7 separate regions of the Mus musculus genome follow, and all the other regions are linked to region 1. A link is a contact called in public HiChIP or PLAC-seq, Micro-C and promoter capture Hi-C data. All regions are on one chromosome and are shown on one strand. The core of a region is the stretch at or near the end of the contact, and the rest is flanking DNA. Distances in the headings are between cores, read along the strand shown. Region 1 holds the start of Rab11a (RAB11A, member RAS oncogene family). Region 2 holds the start of Spg21 (SPG21, maspardin). Region 3 holds the start of Smad6 (SMAD family member 6). Region 4 holds the start of 1700055C04Rik (RIKEN cDNA 1700055C04 gene). Region 5 holds the start of Lctl (lactase-like). Region 6 holds the start of Clpx (caseinolytic mitochondrial matrix peptidase chaperone subunit). Region 7 overlaps Map2k1 (mitogen-activated protein kinase kinase 1).

Region 1 (4,001 bases), core at 1,106-3,605:
TCATTTATAACCACTGAGTCCTCACAAGAGCTAAGTTTTATAATCTCACTCCCCAAAAAGTATCACAGTATTTCCTTTACTGAGGAAACTGAGGCTCAAAAAAGTTGAGCTGGGAGAAATAGTATAATTATATCATAATCTCAAAAAGTAAAAAAATACAAAAAAAAGTTAACTTTTCCAAGGTTACAAGGCAAAGAAACATAAAACCCCCATGTTTTCTCATTGATCAGAGGATGGTCTAATCTAAAAATTAAACTTTAATTCCTTCGGCCAATCTAGGATAAATTAACATTCTTAGAAAAAATAAAGTTTTCTATAACCAACATTCACATTCCAAACCAAATAAGAGAAATAACTTCAAAAGGTACCACCATTACAAAGTACTTAAAAATAAAACTCCCTTGATTGACTAAACCTTAGGATTTAGGTAATTTCAAATAATCTCAAATGCCTTAAATAAACATCCTAGGTCTCCTATTTGTTTTTATTTTTTTTTAATTTTATCTTATTTTATTTTATTTTTTGAGACAGGGACTCACTATGTAACCTGGTTATCCTGGAACTCACTCTGTAGACCAGGCTGGACTGGAACTGCCTGCCTCTTCCTCCCAAATGCCGGGATTTTAAAAGCCTATACCGCCAAGGCCTGCTTTCCTAGTAGTATTTTTAAGGTTTGGTGCCTTCTTATCTATACATTACTTTCCAATATGGTAGTAAGGGTAACACTGAAGGTACTTACTCTATAAATAGAATATTCGGAGTAACTTTTGATAAGGGTGTACTAGCAGCTAATATGTCAAGACTTGTAAAGAATTTGGAAATGTTTCCTGCTTCTTCACTTAGTCCAATCACTCTTAGCACCCAATGGCAAAGCCAGGAACACTCACCATGCTTAACACTCTTGAAACTCCACCCTCCCCAGAAAAGCTTTAAAAGCAAGGGCTTCTTCCTCACTGGCAATGATCTTTGTTCAACAAATTACTGATGGCTGCCCTTCTAATTCAGGAGCAGAGCAAGGCTACGAAAGTGAGAGCGCATTCATGAACAAAAAAAGCGTTCACTGTACTCTCTCGTCACTGAGAACTGTATCCTTTCACTTCAGCTTCTTCGCGGACTCAACCCATAAGCAAGTCTCTATTTACATTCTTCCCTGTTCTGTCCACCGGCTCCACATTTCCCCCCATCCTGTAATAAATTCTTGATTTCACTAAAAGGGCACGCTAGCACTATAACCCTCTCTCACTGTTTGGGAAAGGTATGTGACCAACCAGGGTTCTTCCCTTCCTGTCGGATCCTCCCAGTATTGCAGCAGGAAGCAACCAGTCCACAGTGATAAGCTCGCTAGTATTTGTGCAGCGCACAACCTTTCCTGTTCGGGAACTGGGCCTTCAGGTCTGGCAGGGATAACAGCCACCACCCATCCGCAGCCCCTTCTCGAAAGCCAAGTAAAAGGAGTTATCCCGGTCTGGTTGTAGCTAGGCAGGGACAGAGATGAAAAGGGGGGGAAAAAAAAAAAAAAAGAAAAACGCGAGGTGGGAAGTCATCTGCTTGCCTGGACACTGCGACAAGTGCATGAACGCCAGGAGTGATGGACAGCCCCTCTTGCCCTCCCCTTCTCTCCCTCCCACCAGCCAGGTCGCTCCGGAGTGCTAAACATTAGTTGCCCGTCTGTGGGGAGGGAGGGGACAGTCCGCGGGTACTGACCTCGAGGTCTGCGGGGATGGGGGTGGGGGCCCGGGGACGGGCGAATCTGGCCGAAGCCCAGGAAAAGGCTCACGAGGAGGGAAGGGAAGAAAAGGGAAACGAACAGAAAAGAGAAAAAGCAACACCCCCGCCCCCCGAGCCAGTGGGTGTCCCGATATGGGTGCTCAGCCCAGGCAGGGGCCTGTCAGAGGGGGGACGTGAGACGAGCAGCAGCATCCAAGAGGAGGGGCTCGAGACGCCCAGGGAAGGAACTGCACGGCCGTGAGGGACGCAGCCATCGGGGAGGACATACAGAGAGGGGCGCCGCGGCTCGTCAGGCCTCCCAAGGGCGCGGGAACCCGGACGAGCGGCGGGACCCCCGACGGGGCGGCAGGAAGGAAGCGCCGAGGCGGACTCCGACCAGGGCAGGGCTGGCCCTGCGCGGGTCCCCCGGGAGTGTCTCGGGCCCCAAATGGGCTCTCGCTGGCCCACGGCCTCACCTTTAAAGAGGTAGTCGTACTCGTCGTCGCGGGTGCCCATGGCGCGGCCGAGGAGCTGAGGGGCGGGAGCGGCGGTGGCAACGGCGGCGGGACCAGGGGGCGTCGCTGCAGGGGTAACCCGAGCGAGCGAGGAGCTTCAGCTGCCGGACCCGGTGACGAGCCCCGCCCTGTATGCGTCACTTCCGGAAGGCCCCAGCCCCTCGCAGAAAGTACTTCCGGAGAGATGGCACCCCGCCCATAAGCTAGGCAGGGTGGAATGCGCAGGAGTGGACACCACATTCTCACCCGGCTTTGGGAAGGCATACAGGAAAAACAATCCTAAAATGGTCCTTGGAGCCTTTGGCTTGTTCTTCTCCCCAATCATTCAGAGAAGCGAAGTGTAAATCTTTTAGTATCTGGCTTCCGGTTGGGGGCGGAGTTTTGTCAGCATTAGAGACCCGAAGGCACTGCTGCCTCCGTGCTGGTTCCATGGTGTAATGGTTAGCACTCTGGACTCTGAATCCAGCGATCCGAGTTCAAATCTCGGTGGAACCTGCTCCCTTTTCTTCATACTTTTAACTCATATTGATTGTATTCTTTAGCTCATATTGAATAATAGAATAACCTTGTTATATCTGCTCTTGGATTGAACCACAGGTAGCCTTTACCTATGAAGACTACACTAATCAATCTTGTCAATTCAGTAGTATCTGATCTTCATGGAGACCTATTGAACTCTTTGGTTTTTCTTAGCCTTGGAGAAAGTTTGTTACTTGATTCCTTTTGCTGGAATTTTATACCCTCAGCTTCAGTTAAGGATAGGCACTCCTCACCCACTCAATCTCTCCACAAATCTATTGCACTATCTCCAGATGTCATTAAGAGAACTTCGCCCACCCTTTCTCATAAAGATTCAAGATCTTGAGTCCTATTTTCTGGCCTTCGAGCTAAGCCCGATTAAATAAATTTTAACACAAGAAGAATGGCAATTCCCATGTTAGCAAATATCAGTGTTAAGACTCAAGAAATTTGCCACAGCATCTCCTAATAATTTTGTTCTTGTTGTTTGAGGTGGTTTCACTCCCCCTCTGTACCCCAGAATATAGCTCAGGCTGGCCCTGCTGTCCTCCTCTGCCCCTTCCCACCTCCACCTCCGTCCACACAGAGGCATAGTCATCTAATAATTCCTGGGAAACAGATGTTTGTCATTCAGCCTACAGATGGAATTCAAATTGCTAATCAACTGACCTTAAGCAGAGATGTTATTTTTTTATTATCTGAATAAGCTCAGGGTTGTCCTTAAGGTCTTTCCAAAGTTGGAAGGAGGATTGTCAGCAGGGACGAGATGTTCTTCCAGACAGCCACCAGCAAGTCTGAGGAGTTCCCTTATCTATTAGGGACCTGGATTCGGAGAAAAACTGATTCTTGACTTTGCTGCAGCAAAACATTTCAGGATGAACCAATATGTGAGACAATCAGACTTTATTAGAAGAGATTTTTAATATAGATTCTAAGCTATATACTTAAGAGGAAGTGAGGGTCTCAGAAAGAAAGGTGTGGCCAAGAACATGTCTGGGAGTGCCTCAGAGAGGACTAGAGTTTCTGAGGAATCCAAGATCACAGGGCGGCTCCTACTTGGTGAGTAGAAACTTAACTGATGGGGTAACATCCAAGGTCACAAAGAAAGGTTGCAGGGGAACCTGGGGTGTTTTTCCTGTAAGCAAAGCTCTAGCCTTGTTTATGAGATGGGGAAAAGGGTGGCCACACTTAACCATCAAGGCTTCGTCCTTAAGGATAGTTCATTGCTGTTTTAACACTCTCTCTGATACATGTCATGTT
Region 2 (4,001 bases), core at 865-3,364, 720 kb after region 1:
CACTTCCACCATGGAGCCAGTAGTGCTAAGGTCTGGGACCTGTCATACCTGGTCTTTATATAGAATTCCAGGCCAGGGAGGTTTACAGAATAAGATTCTGTCTTAAGACACACTCCCCACTTTCACCCCACATGCCTAAAGTTTGGGACAAATCCACAAGCCATTTGGTCCCTTGTTTATGTTACTTGGTATTCACAGCATATTCTGTGAACATTCCAGCTTTCGGAGGAGAGCCTCATACAGGCATTGATGCTGTACTTAGATGCTGTGGGAACTTCCAGTGGATGCCACACAGGACAGCTGCAAATTCTTAGCACTCTGCCCACCAAGTCTACCCAAGCTGTGGCCTGCCTTGCTCAGAAACCTGCTGCCAACAGCTGTGTGCTGAGACAGCTGGACACGCAGATGTCAAACATTCTGTCAAGGACAAACAGTGTGCTTGCCATGTGTTGAGGAACAACTGAAGATTCAAATAACCCTATGGGACTTTTCTAAGAGACACAAAACATTGTTAGATTGCTCACATTGTAATAAAATATGCACACACACACACACACACACACACACATATATATATCAAAGCCTATCTATCATGTATTTGGTGATGAGCTCTGAATTTTGAGAGCTGGTTAAAGGTCTTTTCAGATTCTGTATCTACCACTTTTTGCTATAATTTTGAACAATTCAGTTAGCTTTGAGATACAGTACCACTATTTGAGATCCTTCTGCCTCACCTTTTTGAGAGCCGAGACATCACTATGCATTGGGGAAAATGTGTCTGGTGTTTGTCTAAGTTCTAGACTGGAACCTAAGACTCCTGAGCCATAGATCAGTGTTTGGTTGTTTTGTGGTTTTGTTTTTGTTTTTTTGAGTCATTGTTTTCGTCTGTGCTCTCTAGGCCTGGAGAGATGGTTTGGTGGTTAACAAACTTACTGCTCTTCCAGAGGACCAAAGCTGAGTTCCTAGTACCCAGTCAGGCTTGATCCATCTTAATCATCTGCAGTTCCAGCTCCAGGGGGTCCAAAGCTGGCCTCAGCAGGCATCAACACACACACGTACACACACACACACACACACGCACACACACACGTACAGGCACACGCACACACACACACGCACACGTACATGCACAGGCACAGGGACACGCACACACACACACACACACGTGGGGGCTGAGAGATTGCTCAGAGGTTAAGAATACATATTACTTTTACACCCGTGTTAGGCAACTCACAAACACTTGTAATGCCAGCTCTAGGATCCTCCTCTGCCCTCCTTATAAACTACACTCATGTGCACCATATATTCTCTCTCCCACAAACACACACACGATTAAAAGTAATAATAATAAAAAATATTTTTAAAAGTCCCTAAAACATTAGGATCTTGCTTTAGGAACCTTACAAATTTTCAAACAAGATTGACAGGTCACTCAATATTATTATGCATTATTTCAGAGCAAAGCTGTAAGCTAACTGAAAGGTGTTGTGGCATCTGCCACATCTCTCGTAAGAACAGTGACTAGACTGTGCCTGACAGAAGAGGGCAAACCAGCGCTGAGTATACCCCCTCAACATCAGCACAAAGCCATAAAAGGAGACAAGGCTTTGAAAGGAGGTCAGAGGACAGCGTCTATACAAAAGGTAAAAACAATTTTGCTGAGAAAGCATATGCAGTTGGGAGGCTGAAGGGGAATGGGACATGGGAGGCAGAGACTAAGGGAGGGTGATGATCCAAATTCTTTATATAGGTATCAAAATGTCCTAATTAAGCCATTGTAATGAACTGATATATACTAATGTTTTAAAAAGACTATGTCAAGGCCTATTCACCAAAGCTATGGACCAAAAGTGTCTCCCCACCAAAGCATGAAGACGCCTAAAAACCGAAGTCAGAAGCACATCCCCGGGGCCTACAGCCTAGATTTTTCACTTCCTCCTCCATGCTCCTGTCAGAAGTGACCAAGAACTGACCCTTATCCACCACCAGCCTCCACAGCCTCTAGGACACCGCAAATCTCAGAACAGGGCCTCCCTTGCCAGCCCCGTCGCCATAGTAACCACCAGAGCCCCGCCCCTTCCTCGCCATCTGGTCCCGCCTCCTCGGAACCCGGAAGCGGGAGGCGCGCCCGGGGAGCTCGCAGTACCAAAGCTGGGAGGCGGTGGCCTCTGGCTGCTCGGCCGCGCGCCCCCTCTGCCCGCTGCTCCCGCGGGGCTCCTGATCTGCGGCCGCCGGTCCAGTCCGCGCCCCGCCGACTCCATCCTCTGCGCCCAAATCGGGGCGAAGATCCGTCTAGGCTGGAAAGAAAGGGACGCGGGAGCGGCCACGGCAGGTGAGGGGCAGGCCCTGGAAAGCAAGAGTGTGGGTGTGTGGTGCGTGTAGGGTTGTAGGTGGGCGTGTATCGAGCATGCGTGACTTACGAGCAGAGTTCACGAGTGGGCAGGTCCTTGTGACCATGCACGTGATCCATATCTCTGTGTGTGCGTGTGGTGCGCTCTCGCGGGCGCCTGTGTGTGTCCGATTGTGCCTGTGGGTCTGTCTAAGGTTCAGCCTCGGTTCATTGCGGATTGTTGTTGTTTCTGAACTGGTGGAACCCAGGGCGGCCCCTATGGCGATTGGTGCCCAAAATCCTTAGTCAGACATCCTCATTTTCTTGAGCCACCCATCCTGGGGCAGAAATTCAGGAGCATTTTGGTTTCAGTCAACTTTTAAGGGCTGCGAGTAGAGTTGTTTTAAAGATCCTACCTCAGACTAGGTGTGAGGCCTGTGAAAGAGTCATGAAGAGTGTAGCAGGGCGAGAGAAACCCCCCCCCCCTTTTTTCTTCTTTTCCCAGGGAGTTAGAAGTTAGGGGCTGATGTTGTTTTGTCTCCATCTGCAGTGGTCTAGCTTCTCTTTTTGCAAGGATTCTGCACATTGGGAAGCCGTCTAATAGCTGTGTATGAGTTTTCAAAAAGATTTTACACCAGAACCTTGAAACGAGTGGTCAGAGAGAAAGATGTGCGGGCAGCGTCTCCTCTCATGATATTTAGAGAGAAGTGGATAGGTTCCTGGAGAAAGGATAAATCTTACCTGAAGAAATCTCCAAAAAGATGGCTATTTAATACATATAGGTGTGGTGAAGGATGAAGATGTGTAGTGAACAGCCCGCCGCAGGGCCTTAGGTGTAGTTCAGTGGTAAAAGCCCATGGTGAGCGTTCCCCAACACCGAGAACCATAGTTATGTCACCTAGAGGCTCTCTAGTTCTAATAACCTTTTTAATTGGTTGTATTAACAACCACAGATTGTCCCTATATAAGACACCTATACATTGAGATAAAGGACCAGCAATATGTGACTGACCGTGTGTTAAACATTTGTAGAGGCGATTTCCTCAGCTATGAACTGCAGGTTCTGTTGAAACTCTGAAGGCCAAGTACATGCTCTCTCACAACTAGCCAACTTACTGTCCAGCAACGCAAGGTCCAAGAAGAGCTGGGGAGCCTTAGCATCCTGGCCAGCGGGAGGAGGGGTTTCCTTGATAAAGCTTATCTCTGCCTCTTTCCTCACCAGCCTGAACAGGTGCTTCTGTTTTTTGTAAAGAACAGAGTCACGAGAAAGCAAATCTGTCCTGAACACACTGCCCATGTTTCTTTTCATCCTGACCAGTTTGGTCACAGTCTCAGCTAACTTTCTGGGCCACAGATTTTTTTTTTTTTTTTTTTTTTTTTTTTTTTTTAAGAATGTTTCTCTTGTGACTTGGAAAAGCATCCGGCTTAAGTGGATGAAAGAGAGCTAGAACAAACTTTCCTTTTCATACCCTTCACAGCTGCTTTAGCTTTGCAGCAGGTTTTTTTTTTTTTTTTTCTTCCTAGCCGTCAGCTGGTCCTACGCAACATTTGGCAACATTTGGTAACTGTCTCACCTTTCCTCACCACCCAACCAGCACAAGTGTTAGAATCACCTGTCCTTGCAAAAGTGTCCTCACAGCTGTGTAGGAACTCTTATGCATCAAGATTAGTT
Region 3 (4,001 bases), core at 540-3,039, 720 kb before region 1:
GTAAAGCTGTGGCAGCCGCACAGGGGTTTCAGCTCCACTGCGTGCTGCAGGTCTGGCCAGCGGAAGAGGCGGCCGAGCAGCAGCTGCGGTGGCGCGGGCTGGCCGCCCAAGCGGAGGTCGGCGCGCGGCACCAGCACGCAGCCGCCCGGTACGCCGCCTCGGGACTCCACAGCCTCCAACAGCGTGTCCAGCGAACGCTCCTTGAGCCTCTTGAGCAGCGAGTACGTGACCGTCTTGAGCTCCTGCTCCAGAAGCAGCAGTCGCGAGCGGGCTTCGCGACTCCGAGGCCCGCCGCCCTCCTCCGGCTCCGGGGACTGTCTGGCTTGGGGATCGCCAGAGTCCCGGGGCGCGCCTGCTGCGTCCCGTTCGGAGAAGAGACAGCAGGTCACCGTCTCGCAGTCACTCTCAGGCAGCCAGCCTGGGCCTCCAGGCTCCGCCACATCCAGCGGGGAGCCCCCAGCCCCGGCCCCCGACTCCGACACGGGCCTCGGGAGGCCCCCTGTGCGCCGGCGCCTGCCCGCGATCGCGGCGCCTCGCGGTCCCACCGCGTCCCGGGGCCGCCGCGGGGCTACCGAGCGGACTTCGGAGCGGCTGCAGCCTCCGCCCTCTCGTGCCCGCGGGGCAGGCTCAGCTCGGCTGCCCAGGCTCCCATCCTCGTCGACACCACCGCCGCCGCCGCTGCCTTCCTCCCGATCAGGGACCACACGACTTCGCCAAAGTCGCCGCACCAGCCCCGAACGTTTAGACCTGAACATACGATACCCTTTGGCGCCTGGGGTGGTGGGAGGGGAGGCGGTCTCCGGTTACCGGGGGTCCGTTCCCTCAACGAGGCGCCGGCTGAGCGGGCCGCAGCCCCACATGAAGCTCTGCCGCGGGGCGCCGTGCAGACCGCGCACAGCCTGTCGTCGAAGGGGCACCGCAGGGCTGCAACATGAGGGAGCTCGCGCCGGGCCAAGCCGGGCCGGGCCGGGCCGGGAACACGCGCGTGTTGAGCCTCAGTCCGCGAGGGACCAGCGGGCTACATGGATCACGATGGGCCGGGACCGCTCAACTCCAGCTGCTTTGGAGCCTTAGGGAAGCCACCAGCGAAACGATGCTAGAGACACCCTGCATGGGCCGGCGAGCCTTCAAAAGTTGCGCGGCTGGTACACGAGCACAAAGCGCTTGCGTCGTGCCCCCAAATGTGTCTGCACAACTCTGCCTTCAAAAGCCAAGCTATGCTACATGGGCTTTCCCTGCAGGATCCGAAACTAAGGCTTGTGGATAACTCCCATATCCCTGCAACAAAATAAAAATAGAAATAAAAGCAAAGCAAGAAAAAGGTCCCAAACAAAACTCAAAATGCTTGGATTTTGCACGCACGAAAAGCAATTCCGTCTCAGGTCCCGGGCGCTCGGTGCACTTGGGGCAAGTCTCTCCTGAACGCGGGTGTCAACACATGAGTGGAAGCCGGAAAAAAAAAATCCCAAAGAGCTGCTAGGAATCCTTAATTAAAAATGCAATCCACCGAAGCAGAGGTCGCAGCCCGCCCCACGCTGCGCTGGGTCGCTTCGGGCGCCGCGGCTGCCGAGGTCGCCCCCCCCCCCCTTCACCAAAGTGCCTCCTGGTGGCCCCGCGGTCCCAGCGAGGTTTGGCGAGGCAGCGCCCGGCGGCTCTTTCTCTGGACTCAGCTCCCTCGCTCGTTCCCCCTCTCGGCGCTCTCTCTCTTTTTTGTTCTCCTCAAACGCACACTGAGGGCCCCCGGAGGAGCGCCGCGGAGTCATTGGCTGCCTCCCATCATATGCCAGTCTAGACACTTTGGCGGCTCCGCGGCGCTGATTGTTGCGCAAACAAGGTTTCAAGTTTCTTAACTCTTAAAGGAGAACACGTCCCATTGCTGAGCCCGAGGCTCCGAGGGGGCTGGTTCCCGGGGCGGGCCGAACGCGGGCCCCCGCCCCTCGCCCGCCCCAGCACCCCCGCCCCGAGGCTGACAGTGCCCGCGACTCACTCTCAAGCTCACGTCGTGCCTTGGGCACGGATACCAGCCGTCCCGCACACGCGCTAACAAACACTCACACCCTGATGCCCAGCTCTGCTGGGTGAACCCACCGCGACCCGGACTCCGAGGCGGCCCTTTGCCTCTCTCTGGCTTGTGCCCAAACTTGCAAACGCGCATAGCACTTTAGAGTCAGTCCAAACCCCCAGCCTCAGCGCGGGCTAATAAAAATGGGCGTGTGTGTGCGCCTTCCTGCCCTCCGTCTCTGGGGAGTTGGGGGGCGGCGGCGAAGTTGGGATAGCGGGTTTCTTCCGTGTCCTATGAAGGCTCCACGCACCCCCTGCCCAAAATTAGGGGTCTCTCCGCCTAGGCTACACTGGGGGGCGGGTGATCGAGGGAGCTCCAGGATAGCCCGAGGTGGGGACTTGGACAGGGTGGGGTAGAGGCAGGAGTGCTCTTGGATGGCTCCTCCTGGTCGCCCCGGCTCTCCCTCCTGGCGTCCTAGGCTCCTCTCAAGGCCAGGCGCTTTCTTCTCCCTTCGAGGATTTACCTTATGCCCCTTCGAGAGTGATAGAGGGGCGTGCTTTCCCCAGTTATGTTTCACTATAAAAACGGGGGCAAGTTGGGGACAGACTTGGGGACCCGGCATGGGAAGGGTTAAGGCCGCTCCTGCCCTGGAGCCGGCGCGGCGGGGTACCTCCTCGGGCGTGCTTGCTAGTCCGAGGGTGGCAAAAGTTCAAGCTTGTAAAGTCAGGATTGGCCCCGCGCGGAGGGGAAAAAAGGCCTGGTTCCCCCTCCCCCTCCCGGGCGTGGCGCCGATTGGCCCAGCCGCAGGGCCGGCCCCGCCCTCCCCTGGCGCGCCGCGGCCCCACCCCCGGCGCAGCACCACGCCCCTTTCCGGGCAGGAGCGGGGCCCCGAGCTCAATGAAAGAAATTCCGCTACTCTCATTGGCCTGGGGCTTGACGCCGCACCCCGCGGGAGGCGGAGTGGGGAGGATGGGGCGCGGACTTGTGATCCCCTTTAGGATACCTGTGCTCTGGACTGCTGTAGCGAAGGTGGTGTGCAAGTCCAGGAACGGGTCTGGAAGTGCGCTGGGGGAAGGGTCGTGTGTGTAGGAAAGATACAGACTACTTCCCTGAGTCTTACCTGGAGCCAGGTACTCCAGTGCTGCAGGGCCGATTGTCACACCCACCCTTCACTATTTTGGCCAAGGTGAATATGAGTAGCTGTCCTGGCCTTGGTTTCTCAAGATTCTAGGAAATCCTTACTAATAAGTGCATACATCAAAAGTGGGCAAGAAGCGCCCACACAAACTTGTCTTTTAGCTTCCGTTCATCCCTGAAGAAGTTGATGATCCTAAAACGCAAAGAGAGCCTACAGGATTGTGCACACCCATGAGTACAGCACTTGGGAGGTAGAGGAAAGAGAATCAGGAGTTCAGTGCTCTCCTGGGCTACACAGAGACCTGGAAGCCAGCCTGGGCCTGCGTAAGACCCTGTCTCCGAAAGTCTCCCAAAATAAAATAATAAATACAAAGAGAAGCCAATTATGTTCTCTCTTACGAAGATTTTGTTGCCTTGCCTCTGGGTTACAATAAGAGCAGATGCTTTGAGCTCTTTACCATGGTAGCAGAAGTTTCAAGCCTAAACAGCTAATGGGTTTTATTTTCTCTGTGTACAGATGAGAAACTGAGGCACAGAAACTTGCTCATTTAATTTGAAACCTATTGAGAGCACTAAGACACCAAAACCAGAGAGCTCCAAGTTCTCACCCCCACTCCCCAACAGCAGGGAGAGGCATGTAACTATGTGATGTCACAACATCGCTTTTAGGTGTGTGGTTTCCCAAATAAGGTGCATGGTACTGCCTCTATTAGACCTGCTGGATGGACATTTCATACGGAGGCCACAACTCCCCACTACAAGACTCTGGAGATGAGGGTAGCTGGCAACCACCATTATATAGAGTGCCAAGGCCTTGGACACAATAGCCTGCACAAGTTTGTCATCCCTGATCGGGTGGGAC
Region 4 (4,001 bases), core at 775-3,274, 700 kb before region 1:
CTTCCTCTACTTCTGTTTCTGCCTCAAGTTCCTTCCCTTACTTCCCTGACCATGGACTGTGACAACGAAGTATAGCCAAATAAACCCTTTCTTCCCCAGTTGCTTATACAGCAATAGAATGCAAACTAATGAAACTGGTTAGAGTCCAGGATGTGAAATTAGATGTCCTGGCCCCAGCTGGGCCCTCCTACCTGGATGACTTTAATATACCAAGCTTTGCCTTCATCTGTGGAAGGAGATGATGCTTACACTAACACAAACCAAGCGCCAGGCACACAGACAGGTCCCAGGGATTTAGTTCTGACTAAGCTTCTTTGTCTCTGCTCATCTCAACAGTCGAGGATGCCTAACAGACCTCTAATGGAGAGAAGGATACGGACAGAACAGGATACCAAGTGAGTGACCTCATTTGGAAAGTCAGGAACTAAGCCAGGTGAGGTTGCACATGCCTCTTGTGCTGCCTCTCAGCACCCAGGAGGCAGAGGCAGGAGGATCTCCTGATTTTGAGATCAGCCTGGTCTACAGAGCAAGTTACAGGACAGTCAGGGCTACACAGAGAAAACTGTGTAGAAAAGAACTGTGTGTGTGTGTGTGTGTGTGTGTGTGTGTGTGTGTGTGTGTGTGTATACTTCCATAGACTCCCTGCTGGATGTTGAGAGTTCTCTGCATCTTCTCCCAAGGTTCTCAGTTCTCTGTGGCACCCCCTCCCGACTCCACTCTCTCTGGCTGGGCTTCCTCCCTTTTCTTTTCTCACTAAAATGATATAACAGCATGGACTAGTGCCAGCCTGGGCTACTTCTTCACCAGGATGCAGCTCTCGGGTCTTCTCCAAAGCTGTAGCCAGCTCCCCACCTGGGCCTTCTGATTGAGCTATCCTCAGCCCTTCCCTGACCCTACTCATCAATGATCCTCCAGGAAAAGCCAGCAAGGGAAGGAGGGGAGAAAGAGAGAGAGAGACAGGAACAGGGACTGGAAGAGAGCTCTGTAGCCCTTTTGGTACCTAAAGTATCAGCCAACAGCAGCCAATGCAGCACACTGTGTGTTAGAAATGTACAGCCCATGCTCAGTGGAAGACAGTAAGTAACTGGGCACAGTATTGCTAGGAGCTGTGGGAAGAAGAGTTATTGAGGCCATGTCGAAAGATGTCTGTCCGTCCAGGCTTGGTCCTGGGCTAGAGCAGGTGGTAAAAAACCAGCTGTGGCAGGAGTGTGCAACCTCTCCCTAGGCCAGGCTCCAAACCTACAAATGTTTGGCCAAAGCAGGTTACACAAAAATCCAATTCTAGACTGAAAAGATGGTGAGGGAGACACCAGCTCTTGCCAGGAAGAGGCTCAGCCATTACCAAGGGCACAGACCCTACTGGAGAAATCTGTCCATTTCTTTATTTCTGCAAAGAGACACACAGTTTTCCCCTGTTCCTGATAACTCTGTCCTGGAGTGTCAGGATATGGAGGCTCCTTTGATCCTTCCCAGCTACCCTGCCTGCCTTGGCCTCTGCCTGTTGCCAGCCTGCTGGTGTTCAAAGCTTAATGCCCCTGCTTCCTTTTCTTTCACTGTGGTGACAAATTAAAAAGACAGTGTCTTTACTGCAATCCCAATCCATTTCCTCCCAGTTCTGAGAGTCTGAAATGCACGGGTATCCTTGGGCTCAAATCTAAGTGTAGCCAGAGCTGCCCACCTATTCTTTAACACTACATTGTATCTACTTATTTGGAGTAAGCCTTCCATGACATAACATGCATGTGTGTGTGTGTGGGGGGGGGGGGGTTGTCAAAGGACAACTTGCCAGAGCCAGTTGTCTCCTTTCCCCTTGTAGGTGTGGGGAACTGAACTGTGTTTGTCAGGCTTGGCTGCAAGTGCCCTCACCTGCCGAACTGTCTCAGCAGCCCAACTCTGGGCTTTTGAGGAAGCTTGAGGGGAGAAAGAATTCACCCACTTGCCCTGTCCAACTTCTAGCGGTGGCCTGCCTTGCCTGGCTCGTGTCTCCTCCACAGTGGCCGGTAGAATATCAGTCACACGCCTTCTGACTGTCCTTCTGACGGGGTTCTGACTGTTGCACCTAGGATGGCTCTTGTGACTTCAAGCCTCCCTATGATCCAGGACAATCTCTCTGTGACAGAGTCAGCTGATTAACAACCCAGATCCACCCTACCTTTATTCTCCCTGACTGTGTTACCTTACATATCCCCAGGTTTCAGGGACTCAGTCTTTGGGCCATCATTCAGCCAAACTCCCATCTCCTCCTCACCCCTAGGTCCTTGTGAATGATGTCCACGGGCACATTTATAGGGCATTTACTGTATGCCTTGCCAGAACCCCTCACCCAACTTCTCTCTAAAGTTCTCTAAACAACCATCCTGTCTGTGCATGCCTTGGGGGGAGCTTCCCATATTGAGATCTCATTTTATAAACTCAGAGGCTAAGTCGCTCCCCAAGGCTTCACAGAGAGCACGTGCTGGATATTGAGCTGGTCCTGGCAGTGTATGCCTGTCATCCCAGTTACTCAAGAGTCTGAGGCAAGAGGATAGCAAGTTCAAAGTCAGCCTGCCTAGAAAGTTTGGTGAGACTAGTTAATATTGATTATCAGCGTGACAGAATCTAGAGCAGCGGTCCTCAGCCTTCCTAATGCTGTATGACCCTTTCATACAGTTGCTCACGCTGTGGTGACCCCGAAGCATAAAGTTATTTTCACTGCTACTTCATAACTGTCATTTTGCGACTGCTATGAATTGTAATGTAATAATCTAATATGTGAACCCCACAGGTTGAGAACCCCTGCTCTAGAATCCTGTAGGAGTCAAACCTCTGGTTACACCTGGGAGGGAGTTTCTCGAGTGGGTTCACTGAGGTGGGAAGCCTCATACTAACCGTGAGCTGAACCATTCCATGTGCAGGAGTCCCTGAACTCAGTAGAAGGAAGTGTAGCTGAGCACATTCCACCTCTCTCTGCTTCCAGACTGTGGGTACCACGTGACCACCTGCCTCAGCGGCCAGGTCTTCTCTGCCATGATGGAGTGCACCCTCAGCACCTCCAGACCGAGCCGAAGCGAACCCTTCCCAAAGTAGCTCTTGTCAGACATTTGGTCTCAGCAACAAGAAAAGCAGCTAATACATGAGATTCAGTCCCCAAATAAGCACAAAGAAAGCTGGATGTAGTTCAGTGGCAGTCGGTCCACGGACGACCCTGGGGTCTTCAGCCAGCAGCGTTCAAAAGGGGGTGGGGGAGGGGCTGGATAGTAAATCTAAATTCAAATCCACCCAACTCAAAAGCCAGGGTCTCAACCGCTCACTCCACCTCCCTTGAAGCCACCACTCCTCTGTTTTCCATCGCTGAGTGATGGGTCTCTCTTAACAGGTGCCTTCCTGAAGTTTCCACTTAGAGCCACCTCTCCACTGGCTCTGCAAAGACAACCCGCCTGCTCCTTACCAGATAGATCCTCACCCAGAGCACACACACCCCCCCCCCCCTAACTGCGCGTTGCTGAGACTTTTTTTACCCTGGAGCTGGAGGTACAACCAGCAACATCTACCCCAGTCACAAACCAAAATTCCATTCTACCAGTGTTGCCTTGGGGAAGTAGTTAGGCTTACTTCCGAGAACATTCGGGAGCCAAGGTGACCTTAAAACAGCCACATTGTAAGGGCAGCACCCAGCAGGGCTGATGGCTTCCCTATGGAGGTAGAGACAGATGGAGTCACTTCCTTGGTTGTTCACTGGCTATAAACACTAGCCCTGCCCAGAGAGCCTAGGGCTACACAGGTAATTAGGATGGAATTGTATACAACTGGTGGGGAGGCATGGCTAGCCACTCAGACAGGGACCTGCCTCTTCCTTCTATGAGGAAACATCAAGAGTCCAGCTGTAGGGATCTTTTGTGAGCAATCCAAGCCAAACTCCTGAAGACCTTGGCAATTTAGCTAGGAGGATAAGGGTATATAACACCGCTGTACAATATCCTAGGAGGAAAAGTAGGCTCAGGAGTTCAGTGTCCACTGCAGGA
Region 5 (4,001 bases), core at 468-2,967, 620 kb before region 1:
ACATGGCAGCTAACAACTGTCTATAACTCAATTTCTAAGGTATCTGACATCCTCACATAGACATACATGCAGGCAAAACACCAATGCATGTAAAACATAAACCATTGCTGGGCGTGGTGGCACACACCTTTAATCCCAGCACTTGGGAGGCAGAGGCAGGTGGAGCTCTGAGTTCGAGGCCAGCTTGGTCTACAAACTGAGTTCCAGGACAGCCAAGGCTACACAGAGAAACCCTGTCTCGAAAAACCAAAAAAACAAAATAAAACAAAACAAAACAAACATAAACCATTAAAAAACGATTTAATAAAAGCAGAGCTGAGGGGGAGGGTATAGGGAACTTTTGGGATAGCGTTTGAAACGTAAATGAAGAAAATATCTAATAAAAACTTGTTTTTGGAAAAAAAAAAAGAAGAAGAAGGCAAAGCTGTTGCAACTCCCTCACTCAGACACTAGAACTAAATAAAGCAATCTGTGAAGGTTGTGGTTGTCCACCCAGTCAGTGTCTCAGTGACGTGTTGGTGAGACAGAACACCTAAGGGGGGCGGGAAGGAGCAGGAAGTGGCTGGCCTCGGGCATCTGCAGTCAGGAAGCAGAGATGGGATGGTGTTGCCCACATTCACTTCGGGTCTTCTGACACTGACCCTATATAGGTAATTCCTAACAGACACAGCCAAAGATTAGTCTCCATGTTGACTCTAAGAACTATCAAGTTGACAAGATTAACTAATCCACAGTGTTAGCCACTTTTTAAGTTTTTCGAGACAGGGTTTCTCTGTGTAGCCCTGGCTGTCCTGGAACTCACTCAGTAGACCAGGCTGGCCTCGAACTCAGAAATCCGCCTGCCTCTGCCTCCCAAGTGCTGGGATTAAAGGTGTGCACCACCACTGCCTGCCAGTGTTAGCCATTTTTATGGCAATTGTAAAATTCCGTTTTGCCCCACACTGTTGAGTGTTGACTTCTCTGACTCTAGGGATCTTGGGTGGAGGGGCAGGCATACCTCTGTACCCCAGGGGAGCAGGGCTCTGAGAGGAGGCAGGGACAAGTTCACTGGTAACATGGAATTGCAGGCTGGAGGGCTGGGGATAGGCAGCTCTAGGGACTTCCCGAAGGTGGAGGAGGTGGCCTAGGGAACACTTGGAGAATGGATAGAAAAAGCCCAACCACAATGGGGGAAGGCCTGAGGCTGAGAGAGACGCATTCGGGGAGGCAAAGGAGGCTTCAGGCTGAGTGGATTATCAGGAGGGGAGGCGCCTCTGATGGAGGCTCTTTGCTAACAGAGCTGCTTTGGGATGGAACCAGGTGGGAGAATTGACTCACACAGTTTCACAGATAGCAATGGCAGAATGAGAAGCTGAGGAAAAGATGAGAAATCTGAGGAGAGGAGGCTTATGTGGAAAACCCAACATCACCTTCTTGAGAGATCCCCCCCCCCCCCCGTGGCAGCAAGAAAGGTACACTGAAACATTATCACCCCAAGTCCCAAGTGGTCCCAAGTCCACACCCCCTCCTCAGGATGCCCAGGACTGTGCTGAAGGTTACATGTGAGGCCCAGAGGGAGCTGGGAGGACGAGGTCACCTCCCCCGATGCCGCCCTTCTTCCTTGGGAAGGAGCCAGCTGGATGCCCAGGCCCAGTGCCAGGCTACTGCTGACTCCATTGCTTTTGGTCAGCTCAGCATTCTGGCCTGTGCCCTCCCTGTGGAATTACTGAGACTCTTTGTTGGTGTCAGGCCACAGATCACACCCCTGACTAGAGGATTCCATGCCTGTAGGTTCTGCTTTGGTGGGGAGTGTGGGGCCCAGGAGTCATTCAGAGAGACTGGTAACTGACAACAGTGGCCCTGGGGGTGTCGAGGGCTGAACACCATCTTGGGTAAGCTGGTGGGCTTAATCAGAAAGGGGTTCCCAGTGGGAAGAGATCTCTTTCTGACAGCTAAGGACAGAGGGCCCTAGATAGGGAGAGCACCCCATACAGGCTACACAGTTGGGAGGTAAGAGGCTGAGGGGTGCTCTAGGTTTTGGGGTTCCCCCAGCAGACTGGCACTTTCTGAGGCAGAAGTAGGTTCCCCACTAGATAGGAGCTACTTGAGAGGTGTGGGCTGCATCATTCCAACACACCATGATCAGAATGGGAACCAGTTTGAAGTTGGGCCCATTGGCTCAGCTTCTGCACATTGTTTAATGCAGGGTCCCACACACAGCTGCTGTGTGCCCAAGCAAGCCGCTCTGTGGCCCCTTTCCTTTCCCTCCTGGCCTGTGTCCCTGAGCTGACAGGGGCTCTTAGGCATGGAGGAAGGTGAGGTGTCATGAAGCCAGTGTGGGTCATCATCCTTGGGTGGATCCTGCTGGTGCCCAGGGTAGGGACTGCCTGGAGAGGACCCCCAGAAGAGGCATCCTTCTACTATGGAACCTTTCCACCCGGTATGTCCATTCCTCCACTATTCTGTCCTTAGACTGTCTGTCTGTCTATCCATTTGTCAGTCTCTATTGGTCTTCCTACCTTGGCTGACTTGCCAAGGAATTGGAATTGGATGCTCTGGCTTCCTGTCTCATAGGATGGGGAAAACATCCACGTGAATGTTCTAGAAGGAAATTCCCTGGTAGAAAGATGGAAGTCCAGGGTGGGAGGATTGTCTGTCCATCCCTGTGTCTGTGCAATGCTGAGAATCCAACTTAAAGTCTTGGCCATGCTAGGCAAGTACTTTGGTATTGAGCTATATCCCCAACCCAGAAACTTTTTAAAAGTTACTAGAATTAGAATTCATCAGTTAAGAATGTTTATTTTAGGACTGGAGAGATGGCTTAGCACTTAAGAGCACTGACAGCTCTTCTGAAGGTCCTGAGTTCAAATCCCAGCACATGGTGGCTCACAACCATGGTGGAGATCTGATACCCTCTTCTGGTGTGTCTGAAGACAGCTACAGAGTACTTACATATAACAATAAATCTTTTTTAAAAATGCTTACTGCTCCTATACAGGCGTGGGGTTCAGTTCCCAGCACCCACATCCATCTGGTAACTCATAACTGCCTGGATTTCCAACTCCACGGGATCCTCTTCTGGCCTCTTCAGACACCTGTATTCACCAGCCGTCCTACCCAACACCCCCCACAAATTGATAAAAAATAAAAATCTAAAGCAAGCTATTAATATCTACAGACAATGGATGCTAATTAGAGCTGTAATTGCACACAAAAATGTTTTTAATTCTGTATCTTCCCTCTCCCTGTCCCCTACATTCCTATTCCAGGGAGCTGGGGCAGGGCACCCTGAGCCTGGCCACCATAGAGTTCCCAATGTAGGTGAAGTTGGAGTGGTGGTCCAGGGCCTGGTGTGGGATCTCTCTCTACAGGCTTCTCCTGGGGCGTGGGCAGTTCTGCCTACCAGACAGAAGGTGCATGGGACGAGGATGGGAAAGGGCCCAGCATCTGGGATGCCTTCACACATGGCAGAAAGGAACAGGTGCTAGGAGGTGACACAGCAGACACAGCCTGTGACAGCTACTATAAAGTTCAGGTGCGTGAAGGGGGTTGTGTGTGCCATCCTGCCTGAGAGGTGGTGAGTGGCATATGGGGGCATCTCACTGACAATATCAACCTGATGTTCTGCTAAACAAACTGTACCCAGCACAGCCCAAGAGAGCGCGAGGCAGTGGTGGATGAGGCTGGGAGTGCCAGGGTGTAGGAAGAGGAAAAATGAGAAGGGCCAGCAACCAGGTGCCAAAACAACAACAACAACAACAACAACAACAACAACAAACAGTGACTTGGCCCCAAAACCTGCAGGAGGGCATGGGGCAGCTCACTCTCAGATCCCCTGTTCTCCTTCAAGTTTACAGACAATCTTGCATGGACTTCTGTATGTGATCACATTGCCCAGTGTGGAGCCGGAACTCATAGTATCGTCATTTTAGAGGACATCCTTGAGGCCCCCAAGACTTGTCTCCTGCTCCCTCATAGCCCAGGTGACCTATCCCTGCTTCCCCACCCTATCTATACAGGAG
Region 6 (4,001 bases), core at 1,022-3,521, 560 kb after region 1:
TAATCATACGGTAGAAATGTTGACAATTCAGGGCCTGCTAGCACAAGTGGGTAAAAAAAAAGTAATATAAATTATTGACCTATATGCTTTTTCTGGACTCAACTCAGTCCTAATATGTGGGCACAATCTTTGCTATTGTTTGGGTCACTGATTCAGCAGAAGCCAGGAGAATAACTTTTTTAGTAATTACAACGATGATGAGTGTTAGTTAATACTTTCATATCAAAAGGAGGAGGTAGTAGTGCTGAAGAGATGGCTGCTCTTCAGAGGATCTGGGCTCTTTCCCAGTACCCACATACAGGGCTGCTCACAACTATCTAGTTCCAAAGGATTTGACAGCATCTTCTGGCCTCCTTGGACACTCTATGCACATGGTGCACATACAATGTAGGCAAAACACCCATATACATGATTTTTTTTTTTTTTTGAGGCAGGGTTTCTCCATGCAGCCTTGGCTGTCCTGAAGCTTGAGCTGTAGATCAGGCTGAGCTTGAACTCAGAAATCCACCTGACTCTTTAATCCCAAGTGCTGGGATTAAAGGCATGTACCACCATCACCTGGCTTTGCTGCTTGTCTTTTTAAAAAATATTTTTAGAACTGGAGATATGACTCAGCATTTAAGAGCACGTTGCTCTTGCAGAGGTACCAGGTTCCCATCACCCACATGGTGATTCACAGCCATGATTAACCCTAGGTCCAGGGGATTCAACAGGCACACTTGTGATGCACTCACATTCATGCAGGCAAAATGTTCCTATGCATGAAGCAAAGATTTTTAAAAAATGTGTGTGAAGCCGGGAGTGGTGGAACACGCCTTTAATCCCAGCACTTGGGAGGCAGAGGCAGGCGGATTTCTGAGTTCGAGGCCAGCCTGGTCTACAGAGTGAGTTCTAGGACAGCCAGGGCTACACAGAGAAACCCTGTCTCGAAAAAACAAAAACAAAAAAACCCATAACTTCTCTTTTTGGGCGGGAGAAGCCAGAGACAGCCCTCTTGGTTTGCTCACAGCATCCATGGAGGGAGAGCTTCTGAGAGAGTCTAAGAACACAGTTGGAAAGCAACATACTGAGAGGACTTGAGTCTCTCCTCACAACTGTATTCCTGGATGCAGCTGAAGAAGGAGTGGGTCTTAGTGAAGAAAGACAAGAATTCTCTTTCATCTCTGAAACTTTACCATGAGGTGTTACCACGAGTCAGCTCTCTAAGAAAGAACCCTGTAGTAGTATGAACCACCTGGAATTCCCCTTCTGTGAGCTAGACCCGGGGAACTGGAAGTCACTTTTCTGGCTGGAGATTGACGCTGGTTAATGTAAGTGAACTGGTGTTGATCCTGGCTTAATTCTCTTTCCTCACAGTTTCTGTCTAAAGGTTCCAGCAGGGTGTGGTACAACTCGGTAGTCTCATCTAGAGGTGGGAGCACAGGCATCAGATGTTCAGAGCCATTTTCAGCTACAGAACAAGTTCCAGGCCACCTAGCAATTTGGCGGCTAGAGTTGATGATATATATATAATTACTCTGGCATAAATTCCAAACCAAACCCAAATAAAACCCATATGGTGTTAGAGGCAGTACTCTTAAATTCGAGGTCAGCCTGGTCTACAGAGGGAGTTCTTGGACAGCCAAGGTTACACAGACAAACCCTCGCTCAGAAAACCAAAACAAAAATCCACACAGGCAACTAGCCCCGACTGAAAACTTTATCATCACAAAGCTTGAAAGAGCAAGGAAAGCTAGCTCTATCCAGCTTGTTGCTCGGAGTGGGAGTGGGATTAGGAGACCATTTCCATGCTGCAAATGAAACGAAACAGCGAACATAAAGGAAGCCAGGATATAGAGTCCATGAAGGAAGGAACTTGCCGAAGTGCAAGCGCCTGGTAGTTACTGTCTGTTTATAATTATTATGTGGGATTATGGTCTTTACCACTGAATTACATTCTTAGTTTTCGGATCACTTAAAAAAGATCCTCACCTTTTTGCGCTTTTATTTCCCCTGCTCCTAAGAAGCGTAGGGTCAACTCCCGACACGGCGCGTGTCTCTTTGGGTCTAAAACTTTTTAACATCCGAATAAAGAGACTTCCCGAGAAATTAGGCGACCGCAAAATTTTGGGTTCGCCGCTTGCCGTAGCGCGCTCATTGGTGCCCAGGTTACCGCCCCATTCTCTGGAATCACGTTAGTCTCCACGCATGCGCAGCGTAAACTCACGCCTCCTCCTGGGTCTAGGACGCAAGCGCGCGCACGCTCCCCGGCCGGGGTGGGCGGGGAATGGGGGAGAGTAGGGAGGGAGGGGAGGAGGGGAGGAGCCTACTCCGGTGAGTAGAAGGCGGTGGGACGCTGGGATCGTCCAGGCCTGGCTGCCTGGTGGGGAAAACGCTGCGCCAGCATAGAACCGACGGAAGGGAGCGGAGCCAGTCAGCGGAACACTCGCGCGACACGATCGGGTCGCTGAGCCCCCTCGATCCTCAGGGCGCGAAGCCCTGGCCTAGGCCCCGCGGAGATGTCCAGTTGCGGCGCTTGTACCTGCGGCGCTGCGGCCGCCCGGCTTCTCACCACTTCGCTCACCTCCGCGCAGAGAGGTAACGAAGTAGTCCCGAGCCGGTGCCCGCTCTGGGCTCTCGGCGAGTGAACCTGTGGGGATCCCGGGGGGAGAGGAGGGCTTGAAGGCTGCGAGGCGCTACGAGCCTCTGGAGTACCTGGCTGTCGGATTGGAAGGAAACCCGGTGGGCTATCGCTGGCCTGTGAGCTCTCGGGCCTTCGGAGTTTGGGGGCTGGAATGAGGCCATCTCGCCTCAACTCAGGGAGAACAACCGAGTGCGACGCAACACTCGTTAAAAGTGTCCCCCGTGCAGCCCTTCTTGGGGCCTGTCACTTTTGGGGAGTCTGTGCCCGGTTGTCGGGCTAGTCGCCTGGACCGGCAGCGCAAGGGTGTCACTGACATTGTGCGGTCTCGGGGACGACAAGACGTAAACACAGCTCGCTGGCCTTCCAGATATTTGGGAAACTTGGGGTCCCAAGATATTTGGGAAACTTGGGGTCCCAAGAAAGCAGCGGGGAGGTGGGGCGAAAACGACCGCTGGAATTCCTGAAATACTTAAATTTAGCAACAGTCATTCGCCCGCTTCCCCAGCTTGACAGCTGGGATCAGCCTCTAAGAGTGGAGTGGCTCTTGTTTACTTTGCTTCTCTATTCATCAGGACCTGTGACAGAGTGCACACCTGCCAAGAGATTCCGGGAATGAAACCCGTTTTTCTTTCCCACAAGTCTATGCATATCAGATTGTAAGGCTAGGTCTTGTTAGGCTCTGAACTTACAGATGTCTTTTCATGACGATCCTTGGATCAATAAAAGCAGTTTTCCTTTTTTTTTTTTTTTTGACTAATTCTAAAATCATCATTGTCTACTAACTGTATAATTGGCAGTTTATAATACACATGAAATGGAGTAACATAGGCGGAAGCATTTAGTATTGACACGTAAGTGTAAGATTTAGTCTTAAAACATTGCCACACCTCAAGTAGGTGTCCCAGTTCCAGAGGTTTGATTTGTAAACACTGGAAAGAAACATAATTTTAATGTATTGTTTGACCTACATTCGTTGAGGGCTTAAGGTATTACAGTTTGGTACTAGGGGTATTAAATTCATCATGTTTAAATTTGGTTGACAACAGCATTAAAAAGGGTACGTGTTTTAGACAGGAGGAGTTCTTGATAAGATTTAGTCAAAGAATTCTAGCTTCAGCCCGGAGGTTATAGCACATGACTTTAGTTCCGGCAGTCTTTAGGCAGGGGCAAGCCAGGTCTCTGGAACTCTGTACACCAGTCTTGGCCTTGGATTCAGATTAAAGGCCTGTGCCACCACGCCCAGCTGATGTATATATTTTTTAAATGGACTTGACAAATGGGTTAGAAAGATAGCTCAGCAAATAAAAGTATTTGCTGCCCAGTCTGACAACCTGACTTCAACCCTGGGCCTATAAGGTAGAAAGAGAGATAGAGTCCT
Region 7 (4,001 bases), core at 958-3,457, 540 kb before region 1:
CCCACCAACCAGGACACCTGTATTAAGTGCTATTTCTGTTACTTTAGAAGAAAAGCAGGCTTATCTCAAAGCCAATCAGCTCTCTGCTGACGCTGACGGGAAAAGGACTTATTACCTTGCACACTAATTATACACTAAAGAAAATAAGCTAAAAACCCATTTGACATGTTCAACCTAATTTGCTCAGTAGGAGGTGGAAAATAAGAGCCATAAGATGATAGGCCCATGGAAATTTATTTGCCTTAAATGGGGGTAGGGGTGGGAACGATAACTAGTGATGTTACTATGTGGACCCAGGCTCCAAAGTCAGGCATCAAAAAAAAGTCCAGACCAGAGGTTAAGAGGCCACTTACCAATCCTTCCTGGTTTAGAGAGAGCCAGGCCCTTAAAGAAACACTTAAGAGAGACTGACAATTTAAGGACAGTTTTAGTCCTCGCTTACTCTAGATCCATAGAGAGAGTAACCAGTAACCATGTGCTCATCACTACCTTCAACTGCAGCTCACTTTCTGCCAATCATGCTCCTAAAATCCTAGCCCTTTACTGATAGGGTGAAAGGAAACCCACTGTCTCAATGCAAATCCCAACCCTTTGCATCATCCACCCATCAGTCTTTAATCTGACTCACTATGGTCTCACTTCTCCAAGTTGGACCAGAACCTCTGTGAAGGCAGCAACCACATAGCAGTCTAGGACCATACGTTTGTATTTGGTTTTAAGGGGGGATGGGGGCAATAACACATGACAAAGTGTTCTTAGCCCTGACTGGGACTGGCCTGGAACTTGCAATGTAAAGCAGGCTGGTTCAAACTCAGAGATCTGCCTGTCTCTGACTCCACAATGCTAGGGTTAATGTTCTTTTATTAAGTACCATCACCTTGGTGCTATTAGAGATTTACTGGCCAGTTTCATCTGATCCTGGGTTGTCCCAAGAAATGGAAGAGGTAAGACAGATAAATTACCTACAGTTTTGCTAGGATCACTCAAAGGGGTAGAGTTGGAAGGAACTTTCCATGAAGTTTTACCTGCAACCAGGATGCTGGGGAAAGACATGTTTGGAAAAACTCCAAAGAGTTGCTGTAGCCACCTCTGAGTGGCGGTGCTGTATGGAGCCAGTCAGCATTTACTTCCAGCAAGAAAACCAGCTGTTCCCATATAGAAGACAATCCCACAACAGAAGCCTCTAATTAACATGGTTCCTAGCCTCAGGCTGAGAATGACTCTACTGTTGCTCCTCCACGGTGTCAGGTCTCATGAGCTGCCTTCCCTCTTGATTTGGTAGTAGTTAATAGGACCACCTTTAGAGTAATAACCAGGTAATGAGACTTCCATAGCAAACCAATCTCTTTGGGCATGAGACTCCTCTCTGAGTGTTACCGCTAACAGACTGGCAATCAGGGCCCCAGGGTTGCTAGTAGGTCACTGCTCTCCATGACCAGCAGGTTCAATCACAGCTCCCCTCCCCCCAACCCCCAACCCACAGCTATAATGTGACACTGATTCCAAAAGGACCAAAGTCAAGTCCTCCTGACACCACCCCTCCAGCTAGTACCTGCCCTCCGCTCCTAGGGGCTTCTCAGAAAACCTATTACTTCTCTCTCATGTCTCCTCCTGCCATTCATGGTGCTCCCCCTCCCTCCCTCCCTCTCCCCCCCCCTTCTCTAGTATTCTGTGTTACTGGGCTATGGCAACCCCTAAAGAACTGCTCTCCGCCAGGCAGTGGTGGCAAGTGCCTTTAATCCCAGCACTTGGGAGGCAGAGGCAAGTGGATTTCTGAATTAGAGGCCAGCCTGGTCTACAGAGTGAGTTCTAGGACAGCCAGGGATATACAGAGAAACCCTGTCTCAAAAAAGCAAAAAAAAAAAAAAGAGCTGTAAAGCTGTCATTCTTCAAGAACCCACAGAAACAAGCTGAGAGCCACGGTTGGTGCTTACCTTCTCCAAGGCAATTAATCCTTCCTTCTCTTAACTTGGGTCAGGAACCTTTTTCCCCCATTAATTAATTTATTATATTTCCTTTACATTCAGACTGACCACAGCTTCCCTTCCCTCCTCTCCTTCCAGGCCCACTTCTCTGCCCCCTCCCTGCCCCTATCTCCCCCTCTGCCTTTCTCTTCAGAAAAGAGAAGGCCTCCTATGGATGTCAACACACTTCAGGGCCTCAACAGGAAGCTTTTGTAGTAAAGAACTGGAGAGTAAATATTTTAGGATGAGTCATTTCTTTCACAAGAGACTGTTTGAAAATACCAATACAGCCACAAAGCAGTCACAGAGAACACTTAAGCAAGTAAGTGTGGCTGTGTTCTAACAGGACTTTATTTATAGACATTAAGCTCATTGTTTGTTTGAGGCAGAGTCTCTCCAATAGCCCTAGGTGTTCTGAACTTGCTATATAGACTAGGCTGGCCTTGAACTCATAGAGCTCTACCTGCCCCTGCCTCCCCAGGGCTACGATTAAAGGCATGTGCCACCATACCTGGCCAGGGATGTTAAAATTTGAATTGCACACAACTATCACATGTCACCAAGCTTTGAAAATCATCCTTAGCTTGCAGAACATACAAATCTAAAGAAAGCAGGCACAATGTGGCCTATAAGCTATCTGCTCACTCCTGTTTTGACCATCTGTTAGGAATTACTGGGTATTTGTTTGTTTGTTTGTTTGTATTTTTGACTCAAGGCTTAGTCACTTTGCCATGGAAACCCTTTTACTTCCTTTTGTCCAAAATCCTGGGAATTGAGCCCAGCCTTACCCATGCTACAACATGCTCTAGTACTGTGCTCCACCCTACATTCCATTTGCTTGCTTTCAACATCCATTCCTTCTCCTCAACAATTATTAACAAATTTCCTCATTACTATAATCTTCTTCTGAAACACCAAATAGTTTTGCTTGGGTATCAATCTATGTGACCAGCCACAAGCACATTAATGCCCTGGCACAACAGGCCTAATTGAAAGCCCATCAGAGGCCCAGCACTGGTGTGGACAGGGGAGAGAAGGTGAAGCTTTCCTGGGATTGAGCACATGCAGAACCTGCTGTGTAAGTGGCTGGTGAGGTCTATGCTGCCCTCACTAAAGAGAATCTGCCTGAAAAGAAAGCCTTACAAAAAGAGGTGCTTCAGGGCAACCAGAGCTGCACAGAGAAACCCTGTCTCAAAAAACAAGCAAGGCTGGGAAGACGGCTCAGTGGTTAAGAGCACTGACTGCTCTTTCAGAGGTCCTGAGTTCAAATCCCACATGGTGGCTCACAACCATCTGGAATGGGATCTGACGCCCTCTTCTGGTGTGTCTGAAGACAGCTCTGGTATACTCATACATAAAATAGATAATTCTTTTAAAACAATAAAACAAAGACTATATCAGCAAATGTACATGATGTGTATGCCTTTAATCACAGCATTTAGGAGGCAGTGGCAGGCGGGTCTGAGTTCTCAGGCCAAGCTGGTCTACATAGTTAGTTCCAGGTCTGCCAGGGCTAAATAATAAGATCCTTGTCTCACAATAAAGGATATGTTAGTAATAGAACACTTTATACAGGATCACTCTATATTGCTCTGGCTGCTTTAAACGCACAGAGATACACCTACCCATGCCTCCCAAGGCACCCACCACTATGCCCTGTTTAGTAAAGGGCTTTCATTCCAAAACAAAACTAAACACTTTTTTTTTTTTTTTTTTGGTTTTTTGAGACAGGGTTTCTCTGTGTAGCCCTGGTTGTCCTGGAACTCACTCTGTAGACCAGGCTGACCTTGAACTCAGAAATTCTCCTGCCTCTGCCTCCTAAGTGCTGGGATTAAAGGCGTGAACCACCACTGCCCGGCTAAACACATTTTATTATTTTTTTAAAAGATTTATTTATTATTATAATTAAGTACACTGTGGCTGTCTTCAGACACACCAGAAGAGAGTGTCAGATCTCATTACGGATGGTTGTGAGCCACCATGTGGTTGCTGGGATTTGAACTCAGGACCTTCGGAAGAGCAGTCAGTGCTCTTAAC

Evidence for each region. Promoter capture Hi-C pulls out the DNA fragments that hold promoters and counts their contacts. Hi-C and Micro-C count contacts between places; a contact is called where the count stands out from the background. HiChIP or PLAC-seq counts read pairs in DNA pulled down with a chosen protein or histone mark.
Region 2: a contact with region 1 is called in a promoter capture Hi-C map of erythroid cells, with 4 times the contacts expected there. The contact joins the promoter of Spg21 here to the promoter of Rab11a in region 1. A contact is called at or near these places in 1 of 39 promoter capture datasets (erythroid cells), 1 of 115 datasets of contacts at active chromatin or transcription factors (bone marrow-derived macrophages) and 2 of 9 other capture datasets (liver and pancreatic islet).
Region 3: a contact with region 1 is called in a Micro-C map of embryonic stem cells, with 7 times the contacts expected there. The contact joins the promoter of Smad6 here to the promoter of Rab11a in region 1. A contact is called at or near these places in 1 of 484 Hi-C or Micro-C datasets (embryonic stem cells) and 4 of 115 datasets of contacts at active chromatin or transcription factors (bone marrow-derived macrophages, embryonic stem cells and pancreatic cancer cells).
Region 4: a promoter capture Hi-C map of erythroid cells shows a contact between it and region 1, with 17 times the contacts expected there. The contact joins the promoter of 1700055C04Rik here to the promoter of Rab11a in region 1. A contact is called at or near these places in 4 of 39 promoter capture datasets (erythroid cells, liver and stem cell-derived epiblast-like cells).
Region 5: a contact with region 1 is called in a promoter capture Hi-C map of neural stem cells. The contact joins the promoter of Lctl here to the promoter of Rab11a in region 1. A contact is called at or near these places in 5 of 39 promoter capture datasets (the C10 cell line, hippocampal neurons, liver and 1 more) and 2 of 115 datasets of contacts at active chromatin or transcription factors (embryonic midbrain and embryonic stem cells).
Region 6: a contact with region 1 is called in a promoter capture Hi-C map of erythroid cells, with 21 times the contacts expected there. The contact joins the promoter of Clpx here to the promoter of Rab11a in region 1. A contact is called at or near these places in 2 of 39 promoter capture datasets (erythroid cells and pre-B cells), 3 of 115 datasets of contacts at active chromatin or transcription factors (bone marrow-derived macrophages, memory CD8 T cells and pancreatic cancer cells) and 2 of 9 other capture datasets (adipose tissue and liver).
Region 7: a contact with region 1 is called in a FOXA1 HiChIP or PLAC-seq map of pancreatic cancer cells. The contact joins the enhancer-like site here to the promoter of Rab11a in region 1. A contact is called at or near these places in 5 of 39 promoter capture datasets (the C10 cell line, HPC-7-derived erythroid cells, frontonasal cranial neural crest and 2 more), 5 of 115 datasets of contacts at active chromatin or transcription factors (bone marrow-derived macrophages, embryonic hindbrain, large pre-B cells and 2 more) and 1 of 9 other capture datasets (macrophages).

What each region holds. Positions count from the first base shown.
Region 1 is chr9:64,735,401-64,739,401 of GRCm38.p6, forward strand. Rab11a (RAB11A, member RAS oncogene family) reads right to left here and starts at 2,356. Exons shown (of 5, transcript NM_017382.5): 1 at 2,184-2,356. The coding sequence starts at 2,223. It overlaps n-TQctg9 (a tRNA gene), which reads left to right and starts at 2,646; the gene lies at 2,646-2,717.
Region 2 is chr9:65,458,823-65,462,823 of GRCm38.p6, forward strand. It overlaps Spg21 (SPG21, maspardin), which reads left to right and starts at 2,115. Exons shown (of 9, transcript NM_138584.2): 1 at 2,115-2,332.
Region 3 is chr9:64,020,270-64,024,270 of GRCm38.p6, forward strand. Smad6 (SMAD family member 6) reads right to left here and starts at 1,790. Exons shown (of 4, transcript NM_008542.3): 1 at 1-1,790. The coding sequence starts at 755.
Region 4 is chr9:64,039,441-64,043,441 of GRCm38.p6, forward strand. 1700055C04Rik (RIKEN cDNA 1700055C04 gene) reads right to left here and starts at 2,025. Exons shown (of 3, transcript NR_040726.1): 1 at 1,867-2,025.
Region 5 is chr9:64,115,430-64,119,430 of GRCm38.p6, forward strand. Lctl (lactase-like) reads left to right here and starts at 1,718. Exons shown (of 14, transcript NM_145835.2): 1 at 1,718-1,871; 2 at 2,186-2,419; 3 at 3,351-3,514; 4 at 3,999-4,001. The coding sequence starts at 2,305.
Region 6 is chr9:65,291,989-65,295,989 of GRCm38.p6, forward strand. It overlaps Clpx (caseinolytic mitochondrial matrix peptidase chaperone subunit), which reads left to right and starts at 2,272. Exons shown (of 14, transcript NM_011802.3): 1 at 2,272-2,577. The coding sequence starts at 2,499. It also overlaps the pseudogene Gm16218.
Region 7 is chr9:64,200,329-64,204,329 of GRCm38.p6, forward strand. All of the region lies in intron 5 of Map2k1 (mitogen-activated protein kinase kinase 1), which reads right to left. Among named protein-coding and RNA genes, the nearest start is that of Snapc5, 23 kb to the left of the region's middle. Within about 2 kb of position 2,208, at least 62 of the 459 cell types and tissues checked have an H3K27ac peak or open chromatin away from gene starts, as enhancers often do. A contact at or near this core is called in bone marrow-derived macrophages and pancreatic cancer cells, where this site is marked.